2 separate regions of the Sus scrofa genome follow, and region 2 is linked to region 1. The links are chromatin contacts, called in public Hi-C maps. All regions are on one chromosome and are shown on one strand. The core of a region is the stretch at or near the end of the contact, and the rest is flanking DNA. Distances in the headings are between cores, read along the strand shown. Region 1 has its middle 330 kb from the start of PAK1. Region 2 has its middle 23 kb from the start of PAK1.

Region 1 (5,637 bases), core at 2,078-4,577:
ATCAGATCCCTGTTCATAACTCCGGTGTCCTCCTCGTTTAAGGTGCTGCTCTTCTGGATGGTCTTGATCCAGGCTAACATGTCGTTCCGGTCTTCAGCCTGAAACAGGCATTCACAGTCGGACATGGTGAGTTGGAACATGTTTTCCCTCTTGGTCTTGCTGTAAGAGACGTCTATCAAGCAAGCATCAACAATGATGGGCTGTCCCTCTTTGGAGGGAGCCGTATGCTCCCATTTATCTTTGTACAGGTACAGAGAATGGCCCCGCAGTACAACATACATCTGCTTCCATGGCCAAATACCCCACCAACTCACTTGCCCTTATTGGAAATGTGAGGACTGACACAGTACCTTCTGAGAAGGTTGTAGATTTGCCCTTACTGGTGACAAGTCGTCTGAAATGAAGCCACCCTTACTTGGCAGCATCACTGAAAACCTCTAAGGAAGACTCTTTCCTGGATCCAGAGTCTTCTGATGACTTTTGGCTGTGCATGATCTTGATCCCCTTCAGGTTGGATCTAAAGATAGTTTTGCATCTTCTCTGTAATCATCCAGGCCGTTGTTGTATGATTTTGATCATTCTGTCTTTGAGCTGGGCTGGGCATCCAGGCTGGGAGGTCCAACAGATTCCCGGTCATGGGAGAGCTGGTGTCGAATTAAAGGAGCTGAAGTTGTGAGACTGGAAGGGACTGTTGCTATGGAGAGTACCTGAGAGGTAGAGGCAGAGATGACAGCAGAAGCAGGGATGTGTGAAGTATCATAATCAATGCTGGGACTAGTTGGTTCATCTATAAATGGGATGGAAGCCAAGGAGTCACAGGGGGACTGGTACTTGAAGCCTTCCTTTCCTCCACCTTTTCATATGGACTTCTCTGATAACAGGCTTGTTATGAATATACTTTTGTACATTTTATAGTTTTTCCAGTCTATGTGCTGATGGGAGTTTAGAGAATAGTAATTAACAGAGACGGGAGGAGCTGGAGATCTACTGCTGAACAGCCCTTCTGAGTGTCCACTGTAATTGCCAGATTTAAGTAAAATTCCAGAAGGTTCCAATGACCTGGAGCCTGTCTGATGGATCAGATGGGCAGTGGCAACGGATGCCGGTGGTGATGTGGTTCTTGGCACCACCTTTAAAGGGGTCTGCTCATTCCTGCCATACCACACTTCTTCAGTTCTGTGGGAGGGAACTGTGTGGTTGTTTCTGTTGGGTAACAAATCTACAACCTTCTCAGAAGATACAATGACAGTCCTTACACTTTCATTGCAGACACACACTGCTGTGTTTGACTTGGCCACATCTGGTGGTGATGGAGGCACTTGTATTTCCATTCTGTATAAAGTCTGCATTTTAAAGTCAACTTTGTATTATGCATGTTGCTACCTCTGCTTTGCTGTTGTTGTTGTTTCCGTTTGTATGCATTTTTTCCATCATCTCACTTTAGTTTGTATCTTTAGGTGTAAAGTCAGTTTCTTATACGGGGTTTTTAAGAATCCATTAAGCCACTCTTTTTTCATTTGAACATTTGGTCCATGTATATTTTTCTCTACATCTGGTGAGCATATTTTATTTTTTATTATAGTTGATTTACAGTGTTGTGTCAATTTCTGCTGTACAGCATAGTGTACTTGTTGACATTCCATTCATTGTTTTCTGGTTCTTTTTTATTCCTTTCTTCTTTGGTCACTTCCTCCATGATTTGACAATTATATTTTGTATTATGTATGGATTCCTTTCTCCTTTTTGTGTGTCTCCTATAATAGATTTTTGAATTGTAGCTACTTTGAGGTTCTTATATAACAGTGTGTGTGTGTGTGTGTGTGTGTGTGTGTGTGTGTGTGGTGATTATCTTAGGGTGATCATCTCTTAAGTTCAAATGTATCCTAACGAGTCTGCATTTACCCCCACTCCCACTTCAATTTTTTGACATCTTATTTTACTCCTTTGGTTTTGTGTGTTGCTTAACCTCTTATTGCACATATATTTGATTTTACTACTTCTGTTCTTTAATCTTCCTACCAGCTTTATACGTGGTTGGCCTATTACCTTTACTGTATGTTTGCCTTTGCAGGTGATACTTTGTTCTTTTTTAATTTTCATATTTCTAGTTATGGTCTTTTTTCCACTTAGAGAATTTAAACACTTCTTGTAAAGCTGGTTTAGTGGTACTGAACTTTTAGCTTGTCTCATCTGTAAAACTATTGAATTCTCCTTTAAGTCAGAATAAAAGCCTTGCCAGGTGGAGTATTCTTGATTGTGGTTTTTTTCATTTTATCATTTTTGAATATATAGTGCCACTGCCTTCTGGCCTGCAAAGTTTCTACTGAAATTCAGTTTGGAGTCTTTGGGAGTTCCCTTATACATAACTACCTGCTTTTCTCTTACTGTTTTTAGAATTTTGGGGGGGCCATTTTAATTATAATGTGTCTTGGTGCGAACTTATCTGAGTTCATCTTGTCTGGGACCCTCTGTGCCTCCTGAACCTGGGTGTCTGATTCCCATCTTGTGCTTCCCTCTTTTTCTCCTTAGTTCTGGAAAGTTTTTTCTGTGAGTCTTCAAAGAGTTCCCATGGACGCACTGTAAACAGTTGTAATTTTGATGTGCTGCTGGGAGGAGGTTAGCTCAGGGTCTTCCTCTACCTTCCTGGCCCACCTACTAGATGATTTTAAGCACCCATCCTTCTAACTTCTACATTCCATACGTCTATGAAAACAGAAAGATCGGCATCCTCTAAGCTCTGTAGCTACAATTCTTTCTAACACAGCATCATACAGTTTTAACAGGTACTTCATACACATCATCTCTTATACTCAACACAATCCTGAGGGTCAATTTTCACACGGGGATTAGGAAATTGAAGCATGGACTTGCCTATAATTACCGAAGTAACTGAAATTCAAAATCTCTGGCATCAGAGCCAAGGCTCTTTACATTATACTACTTTGTCTCCCTGAAAGATTCAAGTTAAGTCAAGAAAACATACTTTGGTATAATGAGGAGAAGAAATAACATTAAATAAGAACTTACCATGTATAAGATATCATAACACAATTATTTTAATTCTTAAAATCCTAGGGGATATACTACTACTACTGTAATTCTGCAGGAAAAAAACTAAAAAGCAGTTAAATAATTTTCTCAAGCTCACATAGCTAGTCAGAGTTGGTATTTGAACTCAGGTCTCATTCCAAAGGTTCTTTCCTCAGTATCTTAATGAGAACCATTTGTCTATGTGCCAGTTGCTAGGCTTCAAACTATTTATACACATGGACATTTCCCTTCCAGAAACAGCTGCTTTGAGAAAGGGAAGGCTAAGGGTATACCAGGGCCCAAATTAAGCAGTCATTTATGACATAAGCCCATCTGTCTTACTCATAGCTAGAGTGCATGAGACATGTGGCAGGGCTTCGGAATTACTTTCTGTTTCTAAATATCCTCTGATCTGGTACTTAAGTGATTTTTAGGAAAGAACAATTATGTTATTTCTATGGTTTTTTTTTAGATTTTTGTTTTATATTTATTTGCCTTATATTTTCATATTTTATTTATATCATATGTTAATACTATACTATACAATATAGCATCATTGGCATGAAGTGTCAAGTACAAATAAATACACAGGAACTTTAGTAATGAAAGAGAATGGCTCAGAGGATGAGAAGTGTATAAAAAGGAGCCCTGGGGAAATGAAATCATTTAACTCATGAATGAACGTACAGGGTAACACTGAAGTTGGCTTCGCTTCCATGGACCACTTTTCACTCTATAACCTTTGCATAAACCTCCCAGATTCCCGCTTTCAAGTTTTTGCTTACTTTTTCTTCTCCTTGCTTAGAATGTTCTTCTTCTCATCCTCCCTTTTAAACTCTCAACCACCATTTAAAGACTTGTTCAGGTTCTTGATTTCTCCTCTCTCTCTGAATTACCTAGGCACTGAAACTGCCAAATCACCATACATTTATGCATTTAGTCATTTCTTGTCTTGTATGATCTTTGAGGTTTTTAAGACCTACCTCCTTACCTAAAATGTAAGCTTTTTGAGGGCCAAAATCATGGCCCACAATCATAGCTTCTAATTATGTTCATTATTTTTCTGAATCTCAAGTACGACCCAATATAGAGCTTAGTCTAGGGACACTCCAGAAAATATTAAGAAGCTGCCTAAGAGACTATGTTACTCTCCAAGGAAAGAGGTCAGTCCCATAGAGCAGGGGCTGCAATACTCAGTTTACCTGATCAAGGTTTTTATTCTTTGTGATATCCCCTGATATCTACTGACCAATTTAACTAGAGGCAACTACTGGTTGAAATGACAGTTTAACAAAGATTAATGGGGAATAATAAGAGGAACAGTTCGGCTGAAATGGAAGAGGAGGGAATTATGGAAGGAAAGGAAGCCTAGCTGCCAGGACTTATCATGAGTGTTGTGCAATTTAGGCTGAGTACTTATTAGCTGGGAACCACCAGAAGAAAACCGGGTACCTGGGGAAGGAAAGCAGGAGAGAACTGGAGAAGCCATGCAATCACAGAGCCATCTGGCACTCTATAAATATTCTCCTAGAAGTAAAAATCTCCTCCCTCTTGTGTGTATAGCCCTTCACAAAGCCCATTCACAGTCACTGTCTAACAGTCTCCTCAAAAAAACTCCAGGAACTGAACAGCATGGATTATCCCCATTTTACAGCTAAGAAGACCAAGGTCAGGAAATTAGAAGAAACATATCTTGCCTAGCTCATCCATCTGGAATATTGCTGTCTTTCATTTTTTATTTTACAACCCTGAAAACTGTAGCAAAATGGTGATAGTACAAATGATTCTGGTTCATAAAAAATATATATATATCCTGGACTAGGAGTCAAAAGAGGCTGTATCCAGTATTATTCTTGCCATTAACTTACTTCAGGACCCTGGTAAACTCCCTTTCTTTCTCTGAGCTCAAATCTTCAATCTGTCAAACAGGTAAATGATGCCTACTCAGTCTAGAGATAAAGGCAGACAATAAATCACATTTCCAGAGAGGATAATACCTAAAAGAACTCATGAAGGATAGACAGGAGTTGGTCTGGCAGACATGAGGAAGGGTATTCCAGAAAGAAACAGAATTAGCAAAAGCCCAGAGGAATAAACAATGATCTTTGTCACAGCTTTCTGCCAACTAAATTTTATAAACTCCTGCTACAGATATACTCTGGACTTGGGATTGAGGGAAGATACAACAAAGAAAATAAGGCAAACTCAGGATGCTGGTGATCCTATATACCACAAATATTGGTACCATGGGACTACTGCTGTTGCTAGCAAATTTATTTTGGTGGCTAGGATATGAGTCTAAAGGAATCTGATGAAAACTGTGTCTATACAAAAACATGTAAGTTTTTTAATCAAGTTAATTCTTCATAGCAGCATTATTCAAAAGAGTCAATAAGTAGAAATCAAAATGTCCCTCAACTGATGAATGAATAAATCAAATGTGGTATAGTATTACAATGGAATGTTACTCGATCATTAAAAAAAGAAATCCAGATTCATGGTACACCATGGATAAAACTTAAAAACACATTATGCTAAGCAAAAGAAACCAGTCACCAAAGGCTGTATGTTGTATGGTGAAAATATACTGGAATTATATAGTTGTGA
Region 2 (5,268 bases), core at 812-3,311, 350 kb after region 1:
TTACAACTAGAGTTTTATTATAAAGGATACAAATCAGACCAGCCAAATGAAGAGACACACAGGGTAAGATCTGGGAGGGTCCTGAACACAGAGCTTCAGGAATGAGGGCAACTCCTCCTCCCAACCTGTGTTCACCAACAAGGAACTTCCACTGAGCTTTGCTGCAATTTCATTGATTCAATCCTGGACCTGTGCTTGAACTCAATCTCTAATCTCTCTCCCCTCCCTTGAGGGTGGGCTAGCGCAAAGTCCCAACCTAACCAGTGGCTGGTCTTTCTGGGGACCAGTCTCCATCCTGAAGCTAGGTAGGGTTCCATCACGAGTCCCCTCATTAGCATAAACTCAGGAGTGATCCAAGGGTTATAATAATAACAAAGGCATTTTTGTCACTCAGGAAATCCTGAGGGTTTTAGAAGCCCATGCCAGAAACCTTGCAAATTATTTTTTGGAACTTCCAAAAAACTTGAGCAAGGCTGACCCTTATCCTATTCCAGTGACCAAACAAGTGACTAAGCCCAGAAACTGGTGCATTCCATCTTCCTGGCCAGACTGCTATTCAGGGACAGGCTTGTGGGAACTCTTGGTGGGAGGTGCCCCTGGGGTCACTGTGCTGGTGGAAAGGTCAGCCTCGCATTGCTGGTGCCCGTCTTTGCCACCACAAGTAAAGAGCCTGCTTGAGAGGGAATCAAGACAAAGGAAGACCAAAGCAAGAGATGGAGAGAGAACAAAATATGTTCGAGTCCCTACATCCAAGCTATCTAAGGAGACACCTGGGGTTTTCCCTTAAGCCAGACTGAGTTAAATTTCCGTCATTTGCGATTGTAATAGTGCTGACCAATAGCTTCTTTCTTCCCCATTCTTTTCACAGTCAATAAACCATACTCCTCTCTTTGCTTCATGCACAGCAGCTTCCCCTTGTCTGAGCTGGACATCTGTTGACATCTGTGCCTACAGGGCATTTCAAAGCATTTTCACAGGACAGTTTCCTCCGTTGAGACATGTTGGTGCCAACCATGAAGATAAATTTTTTTCACTTTGTAACAAAACATTTACGTAATCCAAACTGTACTCGAGTTCCCTGGTGGCTCAGTGGGTTAAGGATCCGGCATCGTCACAGCTGTAGCTCTGGTTACTATGGTGGCAAGGGTTCAATTCCTCACCTGGGAGCTTCCACAGGCCACAAGTATGGCCAAAAGAAAAAAGAAAAAAAAAAAAAAAACTGTCCTATATATATATTGCTTACCTGCTTTTTTCAATTTTCAGTCAATAAAACATAAAAACTGTATACTAGTCACAAACCAGATAACTCTCTATGTTTAAAATTTTCCCACATCAAAGTTTTTGTAAATGTCATTTATTTTTACTAGCCCAGAACCTACAAGCATACAGTTGTTTTCTGGTTTTTTAAAGATGTTCATTTTTTAAAGCAGTTTTAGGTTCACAGCAAAACTGAGGGAAAGGTACAGAGACTTCCCATATATCCCTTGTTCCCTTGCAGATAGTTGGGGGGGGTTGTTTGTTTGTTTTGTATTTTTAGGGCGCACCCGGGGCTTATGAAGTTTCCCAGGCTAGGGGGCCCATCAGAGATGCAGCTGCCGGCCTGCACCACAGCCACAGCAAGCCCAGATCCAAGCCACATCTGCGACCTACACCACAGCTCACGGCAATGCCGGATCCTTAACCCACTGAGCAAGGCCAGGGATCCAACCTGCATCCTCATGGATCCTAGTCAGGTTTGTTAACTGCTGAGCCACGAAGGGAACTCCTGCAGGTAGTTTTTAAACCAAACCTTTACTGTGGAGCATTTAGCTTGTTATTATACATTCATATTAACATTATAAATAACAATAGACACATAACGCCATTTAAATCTCCTATCATTTCCTTAGTATAGATTCTCAGAAGTAGAATGTCCCTAAGGACTTCATGTTTTACCTCCCCCAAAAAATGCAGAAAAAAAAAATTTACTAGTTGCTGCTGTAGTACCGTGTCTGTTCTCTTTGACCCTACGCAGCCTGGAGAGATCTGGCCTAAAGTGCCTTCAGATAGCACAGGAGTCACAATCCTTGCAAGCTTCCTGTTTCCTCTGAGTGTCCCTCCGCCACCGCTGTCCTGATGGGGCTGGGGACTGACCAAGGAGCAGGCAGCCTGTCACTCTGTGAAGCCGCTGGAGGCATAGTGCACATACCTGCCTGTAAGAATTGTCTGAAAAGAACAGTATTCAGGGCAAGCCTGAAAGGGAGCTAGATGCCAAAACAGGAAAGTCAGGGCTAATCATGACCCCATTTCTATTTTTAAATCTCTTTTTTCCCTACTTTTTTAAAAAAAAAAAATTCCTTCATAAGTATGTGTCCTTTATAATGGAAAACTTTCATTTATTGGTAAAACCAACAACAAAAAGGTTCTCACATCCACTGCGGGACGGAGGATAATCCTCTGGTTCCTGGAAGAGCAGCTGTGAGCGATCTGGCTTGGCAGAGCTTGCTACAAATCACTGGCTGACTCGGAAAAACACACATGCGCTTCAGTCGCCCGAAGGACAGGCTGATTCCCTCCGGGGCGCCACAAAGGGGAACTGATGACTGTCTTGCCGACGGGGAAGAGGGCTCCAAATTGCAATGTGTGAAGATAACGGGTGGGTCTAAGACCAGTCAGTGGGAGTCTACAAAACTGAGATTTTTGACTCATTGCCAGAACTTTCTAGCAGGCAGAGGAGCCCAGAGATAAAACCAGCTGTTCCGGGACGTGATGACCCCTCCCCTGTCCCACGAAGTGTCAGAGCACACCCTGGAGGCTGGTTGTCCTGGGTGTTGCAGCAGGGATCCAACTGCAAAGAAGGACAGTGCTTCTCAAGCTTTTCGGTCTCAGGACTTCTTTACACTCCTAAAAATTACTGAGGATCCCAAAGAATGGTATTTATCTAGGTTCTGTGTATCAGCATGTACTATATTAGAAATGAAAACCGAGAATATTTTGAATATGTATTAATTAATGTAAAAAGAACCTTTGTCGAGTTCCTGGTGTGGCTCAGCAGGTTAAGAACCCGACACAGTGTCCATGAGGAGGCAGGTTTGATCCCTGGCCTCACTCAGTAGGTTGTGGGTCCAGCATTGCTGCCAGCTACAGTGTAGGCTGCAGATGCAGCTCAGATGCAGTGTTGCCATGAGTGTAACATTGGTGGTATAGTGGTAAGTGTAACATGCCAGTGTTGTCACGGCTGTGGTGTAGACCAGCAGCTGTGGCTCCGATTCGACTGCTAGCCCAAGAACTTCCATATGCTGCAGGTGCAGCTATAAAAAGAAAAAAAATTGGGAGTTCCCGTCGTGGCGCAGTGGTTAATGAATCTGACTAGGAGCCATGAGGTTTCGGGTTCAATCCCTGGCCGTGCTCAGTGGGTTAAGGATCCGGCGTTGCCATGAGCTGTGGTGTAGGTCGCAGACACGGCTTGGATTCCGTGCTGCTGTGGCTCTGGTGTAGGCCGGTGGCTACAGCTCCGATTCGACCCCAAGCCTGGGAACCTCCATATGCTGCCAGAGTGGCTCAAGAAAAGACAAAAAAAAAAAAAAAAGGAAAAAGAAAAAAAATTAATAATTTCTTTGTACATTCACATAAAGGATAAGTTCTATGGAAAATAACATTTACTTGGAGTTCCCTTCATGACTCTGTGTGTTAAGAACCCAGCTAGCATCCAAGAGGATGTGGGTTGGAGACCTGGCCTTGCTTGGTGGGTTAAGGATCCAGTGCTGCCACGAGCTGTGGTGTAGGTTGCAGATGCAGCTTGGATCCCACGTTGCTGTGACTGTGGCGTAGGCAGGTAGCTGCAGCTCCAATTCAACTGCTAGCCTGGGAACTTTCATATACCATGGGTACGGACCTAAAAAAAGCAATAAAATAAAAAATAACATTTACCCAAATAAAAAATCTAGCAAGAGTAGCAATGCTTATTTTTAAAACTCTCTTTACTGTCTAGAACAGAGCTGGATTATTATATCTGCTTCTGCATTTAATCTGTTGCAGTATGGTCTTCAAAGCTGGTCACAATGTGAATCTGAAACCATATCAACGAGCCTGATATACAGTCATGACATGGATACAGACCTTATACCTGAAGAGATCACAACTGAAAGATCCCAAGAGAAAACAATTACGGAGTTCTCGCCACTGTTCAGGTTACAGATGATGTCAAATATTCTACACGTGTTCCTTCAAACAACTTTATAAAGGAAAGTTATCTATTTTTACAGATGAAGAAACTAAAATTTAGAGAAGTTGTATACCTTACACTTGGTCACACAGCCTGGTGAAGCCAGGATTTAGAGAAATCTAGCCTACATCGTCTAACCTTGGATCAAAACCCAGCACAATGTTTTTGAGGTTTATCCGTGATATACTTTAATCCTGCGAAAGGCTGAATAATATCCCATTGTATACATATAGCACATTTTGCTTATCCATTCATCTGTTGATGGATGCTTCTCAGTACATTTAAAATAAACAATTATAACGTCCGGCAACAGAAGGAAGGACAGGTTCTAAGAGGGAGGCACAGAGGAGGAGCCATCAATCCAGCTTGGGCTGGGCAGCCAGGGACTGGTTCCTGGGCAGAGACTTCAAGGACTGTTTGGAGACGTCCAGGGAAAAGATAAAAATGGGAAGAACTAAGGTCTAGAGGTGTAAGAAAAAGTACTACAGCCAGCCCCACGGGGAGGGGGTCAGGTTTGTGTGGAAAGGGGATTAAGAAGTAAGGCTACAGCGGCAACAACAGGGACGTCTCGGAGCATTTTAGACTGTGTGCTGCGAAAAGTCTCTTAAATGCTTTAACTTATTTGCACATTACAGCAACCATCTGAAAGAAACCAGCACTTCTTGAGAATATGCTGAGGGCCAGGCACGGTTCACAGAGCCTTGTGTGCAGTAACGAATTTAATCCCCAAAACACCTCTTGAGGTCGGTACTATTATCGTGCCCATTTCATAGGTGGGAGAGTAAGACACGGAAAGGAGAAAATGATTTCACCCAAAGTGATGTCAGTAAACAAGGATGTGAACCCAGGTTCCGGCAGCTGTGATTGTGACCTGACAGCTGAGCACATGACAACAAGGTCAGGAATTTAGGCTTTCATCCGGTAGGGCCACTGGACAGGTTTAGGCAGAAAGCAACTTGTTCTGATTTGCATTTTAGAATCATTCGAGTGGCCGTATGGAGAATGATAGGCAGGCAGAAGACTGGAGGCAGGGAGACCCGTTGGTCAGCCAGACGAGAAAGAAT

What was found. Hi-C and Micro-C count contacts between places; a contact is called where the count stands out from the background.
Region 2: a Hi-C map of fetal skeletal muscle shows a contact between it and region 1, with 2.3 times the contacts expected there. The contact joins two enhancer-like sites. A contact is called at or near these places in 2 of 47 Hi-C or Micro-C datasets (embryonic fibroblasts and fetal skeletal muscle).

The regions. Positions count from the first base shown.
Region 1 is chr9:11,642,669-11,648,305 of Sscrofa11.1, forward strand. It overlaps the pseudogene LOC100622525. Among named protein-coding and RNA genes, the nearest start is that of PAK1, 330 kb to the right of the region's middle. Within about 2 kb of position 3,328, at least 1 of the 83 cell types and tissues checked has an H3K27ac peak or open chromatin away from gene starts, as enhancers often do. A contact at or near this core is called in fetal skeletal muscle, where this site is marked.
Region 2 is chr9:11,993,365-11,998,632 of Sscrofa11.1, forward strand. No RefSeq gene overlaps it. Among named protein-coding and RNA genes, the nearest start is that of PAK1, 23 kb to the left of the region's middle. Within about 2 kb of position 2,062, at least 25 of the 83 cell types and tissues checked have an H3K27ac peak or open chromatin away from gene starts, as enhancers often do. A contact at or near this core is called in fetal skeletal muscle, where this site is marked.